2 separate regions of the Mus musculus genome follow, and region 2 is linked to region 1. Evidence: chromatin contacts called from public HiCAR-type data. All regions are on one chromosome and are shown on one strand. The core of a region is the stretch at or near the end of the contact, and the rest is flanking DNA. Distances in the headings are between cores, read along the strand shown. Region 1 has its middle 70 kb from the start of Gm35023. Region 2 has its middle 200 kb from the start of Gm35023.

Evidence for each region. HiCAR-type assays count read pairs that join an accessible place to other places.
Region 2: a HiCAR-type map of fibro-adipogenic progenitors shows a contact between it and region 1, with 2.7 times the contacts expected there. The contact joins two enhancer-like sites. A contact is called at or near these places in 1 of 15 datasets of contacts at CTCF or cohesin (embryonic stem cells), 11 of 484 Hi-C or Micro-C datasets (embryonic fibroblasts, embryonic stem cells, myocytes and 4 more) and 1 of 115 datasets of contacts at active chromatin or transcription factors (fibro-adipogenic progenitors).

Annotation. Positions count from the first base shown.
Region 1 is chr1:185,687,189-185,690,254 of GRCm38.p6, forward strand. No RefSeq gene overlaps it. Among named protein-coding and RNA genes, the nearest start is that of Gm35023, 70 kb to the left of the region's middle. Within about 2 kb of position 1,508, at least 3 of the 459 cell types and tissues checked have an H3K27ac peak or open chromatin away from gene starts, as enhancers often do. A contact at or near this core is called in fibro-adipogenic progenitors, where this site is marked.
Region 2 is chr1:185,820,846-185,823,911 of GRCm38.p6, forward strand. No RefSeq gene overlaps it. Among named protein-coding and RNA genes, the nearest start is that of Gm35023, 200 kb to the left of the region's middle. Within about 2 kb of position 1,591, at least 5 of the 459 cell types and tissues checked have an H3K27ac peak or open chromatin away from gene starts, as enhancers often do. A contact at or near this core is called in fibro-adipogenic progenitors, where this site is marked.

The sequences.
Region 1 (3,066 bases), core at 258-2,757:
GGATGTAGAACTAACAAATCAACTCTTCAGAAATGCAAAGAATGGGTGAGCACCTAAGCACCCTGGCTGCTGTGACAGAGGATCTGGGTTCAGTTCTTAGAACCTACACGACCGTTCACAACCATCTGTAACTCCCGCTCCAGGGGACTCCTTGTGGCCTCCTCCTGGATTGAGTGCAGGTGGCATACAGAAATGCATGCAGGCAAAACACCCATACACAATAAAAATAAAAATAAAAATAAACTAAAATAAAGAAACAGCTATCTACCAATGGATGGATTCAAGAAAAACATGCTGAGTGAGGCCAGAGATGGAAGGGGCACAAAGGTTTTCATGTTTTTGAAGTGAATTCCTTCCCTCCCTCCTAGTTGCTGGCCAGGGCATCACAGCTTCAGCTGTGACAATCCCAGACTCTGTCATTCTGCAGTGGAATTACTCAATTCAGTTTTCCTTTAGTCAAGATCCACTTCCTCGGAGTTCACAATGCCTCTGGCACAGGGCTTAGATGCTAAAGATACATAGCTTTGCAAGGCTCTCCGGGATCCTCCGGGATCTCTCAGATTGTGGGGGAAATAGGTATCTAGCATTACGATTTTGAAGCAAGTATTTCTGGTATGTTCTCATAACTCACAGAGCCAAATCCAAGGAGCTGGTGTACACAGCCCATCAGATATGGTGCTGGAATTTTCTCTTCACTTCGATGCCCAGACTTTCAGTCAACATCTCTATAAGGTGGCATGCTTCCTATGTTGCTAGGCAACATTAGTAGGCAGAAATTACCCCTTAAAAAGTATTTGGACTGTGAGGAACTAAAGTATATGTTTTAAATGCCCGCAGGGGTCACTGAGACCAAAAAAAACAACCCAAAATGCAAAATCAAGGCTCAAGACAATCTTTCTCATAAAATTGGTCAAAGATGGAAACCATTTCTTAGTTCTAGAAACAGAGAGCTGACTTAGAATAACTCTTGGTGATTTAAGGGGAAATGGAAAGATTAAAACAGAATAATAGAGGGCGGTAATACGCCTGTATGAATTCACCATTACTTTGTTATATTTGTGTGTGTTAACAAGATATTTTAAATGATAACATTTTACACTTAAAACAATGCATGTGTGTCTATGAATGGTCATGTGTGCCGGCAAGCCCACGGAGGCCAGAAGAACGGTCTGACAACGGGGTGGAGTGGGTTTTCAGACTGGAGCTGAAGAGGGATACAAATATAACAAGGGGGTAAGGAGAGCCCAGCCCTGTGACCCAGATGCCCCGCTGAGAGAGAGGGGAGATCAGGGAGGTAGACGCAGTCCTCTTGGTATAGAGACGTGCAGCACTTGACTGCGGTACAGTCTCGGGCTCGTGCGTATTGTTATTTCCGCAATTGTGTCATGGGATAATTCTTGGTCAAGTGACTCTTGTTCAGAAGTGCCAGAAAGATGTTCCCAGTCTTATTCCAGGGCTTCCATCAGTTCTCATTTAATGGAATCATGGAAAACAACCAAATGTGAACCCAACCCCCTGTGACCCACCTACTGGAACCCCACCCCGCTGCGTACCCTCAACTCTCACAGCTCTTCCAGAAAGGACAACAAACAGGTCAGCCAACATGTGGACTCTATAATCTCTGCTATTTTAACTTTTTAAAGACTCCTCGTAACATTGGCAGGCAAACTGGAGCTCTGTAAGGATTCTTCTGGTTGCAAAACACATAGGCGCTTTCTCCTGACCAGAATATTGTTTTTCCATACACAAATGACTTTTCTTTGCAAAATGTGCTTAGGGCAAATGTCCAATAGCAAACAAATTCCCATGCTTTTGTGCCCACAACTTTCCCCCATGAAGGTAAATCATTTAACACAAAAGCCAAGCAAGCTTAGGGGATTTCTCAAACTCTCCTTGCCAGTCTGGTTCCAACGTATTTATTAACAGAATGACGATTATTTAAGGTTAAGTTGGTCCCATTAAATGATCACAGAAACATAACATTTCCTACACTAAAAATACATTATATATTTTGTTTTTACTCAAGGTCAATTTCTTCATCCTAATAGACTAAACTGTGATCTTTTACATGAGCCAACGAATTCTTTTTTCAGCTCAACAAAACTGGTGCAGTTCTTTATTTTAGGCTTGGAACCGGCTGTTGTAATTTCTACCATGTACAACCAGAGAAAGGTCTTGAATTATCATTGGTCATGTGTCATTGCAGAGCTTCATGCAAGTTCAGGGTGAGTCGTGGCAGGAGAGCAATATGCTTGATAAGTCACTGACCGTCTTCCTAGTTAAACTGTGGCCATGGCTCTGGTCCCCTTTTGTTTAGTTGACAAATTTCTTGCTGGTGGTCACCAAGAATCATGGCTGCCACAAGCTGACCCTTTCAAGTATGATCTTGTATCAATGTCCGTCATTTCCTTTTTCTAGCAAGGAGGTGGATTTATACTGAGCCATCTCTCAGAGACAGATTTGCATTTCAAAATGGTGTATGAATCAAGACGGCCTAGTGTGTGCTTCTCCAGAAAGCACTAGTGTACCCAGAGTTTTAATCCAAGAACAATTTTTGCTTTGGGATGAGTATTCTAGGAAGGAGTCCAATTTCTGAATGAATGATTTAACCTAATAGTAAGTTATTGTGGTTTCTCGTTAACTCTTAAAGCATCCTTTATGCATATGTACAACTACCATACACTCATACTGCTTCATGAAGCAATGAGAGGCTGGCAAGATGGCTTGGTGGGTAAAGGTGCTTGCTACTCAAATGCCATGACATGAATCTGATCACAGAAATCGGCTTAAAGGCAAAAGGAAAGAACCAACTCCATACAGTTGTTCTCTGACCTCTACATGAATGATACACTCTGATACCCGTTGTACACACACACACACACACACACACACACACACACACACACGCACACACACACACACATAATAAAAAGTAAACTACAAAAAAGGAAATGAAATAATAATTCTACTACCATTCCCTGTGGTGAGAGTATCCCAGGAAGTGTTTGGCTTAAGAGTGGTGTTTCTGACATTCTTTGAAGTCTGTAACAAGGATACCGGGCACCA
Region 2 (3,066 bases), core at 341-2,840, 130 kb after region 1:
CAAGAGCTACAACCCAATTCTGCGCCCCTGACCACCTGCTGTGAGCTCCACACTCTGTTCCTTAGCCTATCTCCTTTATTTGTTACCTAACTGAAACAGAAGTATTTGTTTTTTTTTTTTTATTGTTTGCCATTTTCATTAAAATTAAGGATACTGATGTTCTAGATGCAGACAATGTATTTCAATTTTAGTTTTGCTTTTGATTATAATCATAGTTGGGTGATATTTTCCATTGGTCTTGTCATCCGTTCACAAGCATGGTGCTTATGTAACTTGACTTGCTTATTGATTCACAGGGCTGATTAATTCCCTTTTATCCTAAAAGAGCATACGGACTTGCCGCCCTTTAAGGAAACTGCTCTCTGAATCTGTGTCAGTACTGCGGTATCCGTTGAGTGTCTCTCGTCATCGGGAATGGAGAATGTACTGTTATTGCTGGGCACTGGCTGAGTCCCTTCAAGGATTAGGTACTGATTTCCTTGAAACATTCACTCCAGAGGATCCAGAGGATCGCATGGAGCCTCTGCTGCTTCAGCCTTGGAGTTTGTCCCTTACACAGCATGGTCTTTGCCTATTTCATAGTCTGTCATGAAGACATATACATGTCTGGCTGGGCAGTCATCCAGAATACACAGAGGAAATTGACAAAGATGCATGAAACTATTGCGTTACCTAGAGAGAGCTCCCAGGTGTCACTCCTGGAGCATAGACAACTGGTACTCATTAAAGACATGACTGGGTGATTAGGTGAGTGGGTACCTGAAGTCTTCATTTCCAGCCCACAGAAAGGTTAAACTATCCTTTCTTAACAGTTCACATGATGTTGGGCCTCCTCTTCTCACTGGTCACAAGATGTATATTTAGAATACCACCACATTGCTAAGGGAGTGATTTGGTTGTTACAACAATGAGATAAACCTGCAAGATTCACCCTGAGGAGGGGGAAGGCAGGTGGAGGGGAGGCAGGTTTCATTCCACTACCATTGCTGGCACCTCTGTCCAGCTGCTGTTGTCTAAAGTGAACATAGCATTTAACATAGCTCATATACATATACCTGTATCCAATGCATATAGCGAAGTCTGAGGGCAGAGCTATGTGCCACATGTTCAGATGGCTACAGAGCCCCCACTTCTTTCTGTCATATTTGAGGAGGACACTCTTATTTATCACTGGTTTTACAACCAAGGAGCAAAGAGTCAGTACAGTCAATTCTGCCACAGTCACTAAAAATTGAAACCTAATTGTCAGAGCTCACCTAAGGACATTTCCAGCACTGACAATGGCCCAGAGTTGTTTATGTGGCCTGGGAGGTACCTAACCCAGATGAGTCACTCGCATTTAGCTTCTAAGATTTGGCCAATTTCTCTATTTTAGAATCCACAAATATTACAGTTTCCACGAGAAACCTCAGAGGTCCCATCCCTGGCTCAGGAGAGGTTTAGCACACTCCACCCAAGAGTCTTCCAGTACTAGGCTTCATTCATTTTCCAAAACTCGAGCATGTTCTGTTTATTAGCCCACTGCACATCATTAAAAGAAACCCACACAGCAACAGTTAGCTGATTCCTAGCCATGCAGGGCTGCAGCGACCTTGACCTCATCTGCCTCCCATGCTCTTGGATTTGATCAATTCCCAGAACCCGACGTTCTGTAGAGAGGCCTCTGACTCAAACAAACGAGGGCGTTTCGATGGCCTGTTTCCACAAGGAATTAAGTGCTCTCTTTGGATGTGTCTCTTGACATCCATTCACTAAGCCTTACAAAAAGAAAGTTTCCAGGAGCAAGTAGGGTTTACGAAATAGTCAAATGCATTTGATGTGCAAATAAAGGCTGTGCATGTAAAACTGGAGGGAGCCGGAGCAGAGGCTGGACATTGGGACATTTTCTTCCATCCTTTGCTCCACAGTATTTGAGCATTGTGACTTTGGGGGTTGATTCTGCTCTGAGAACCAAAAGCAATGCCTTTTGATGGAAGGTAACAGAGCTGCTGCCAGTCTCTAACACCCCTCTGTGATTCCCTTCATCCTTGAGGGATTGGATCGAGATCTGGGCTGGAGAAAGGGAAAGGTACACCTGTTGCGAAGGAACCAGAATCTTGGAAGAGATCTGGCAGAAATAGCCAGTGGTGACTCAGGAAGGCTAGCACTCAGCAAGGGCACTACAGAACTGAATTAAAGGGCCCACAAACTTCGGTTTCCACATGTGTTCTTAAGGGCTTCCTCCCTCTTTCTAGTCCTAAATATGTTTAGAGCCAAATCAATTTGAGCTCTGGCTTTGGGTTTGTGACAACAGGGTAGTCTCCTTGAAGCATCATCGGACTTGGGAAGCATGCAAGTAGAAGGGATGTTCCTGTGTGCCTGTGACACAGCAGCGAACACTTATTTCTGTGGCGTGTGATGGACTGAAGACTATCACACAATAATTAACAGGATAAGAAGGAGCTCTCCTCACCTTTCATAACAAACTTGCCTTAATGGATAGCTATTAGTCTCTATTCGTTTATTCTAAGGCCTCGTTTTCCATAAAAAGCAAAAGGACTATGACCCCCATAAAGGAAGAGGTGCCAAAGGAGAAAGTACTTTGTCCTAAAAGTGTAGTGATGTCGATGGGAACTCTTCTTCATGTGATTTGATGAAATTCCTGGAATTTCACCTTGGCAAGTCAGCCCATCAACAAACATGCTGAGTTAAGGGTAATTTTCTTCAGTGTCCCTCACACTAGGAAGTTAGCACATAGTAGATCCTTAAGAATTATCTTCCTAGATGCTACATTGTGAAGTCTGCAGTGTTTTTATTTAGTTGATGACCTGGAATTTAATTGTTCACAGTAGGCTTGAGGACAAAAAGGTCCAGCAAATGGTAGGTTGTTGACAAAGATGTCTTCCAACAATTTTTCCCATGCCTTACACAAATGGTATATTGCCATCAAGATGAAGACTAGTTCCCTACCTATGGACTCATAGGTAACATTTTACAAATTGTTTTGACTAACGCAATGCAGTGGGAACAGTTTTCTGAAATTTCTGAAACCAGCTTGAAAAAGACTTACAAATTCTGTTTTCATTC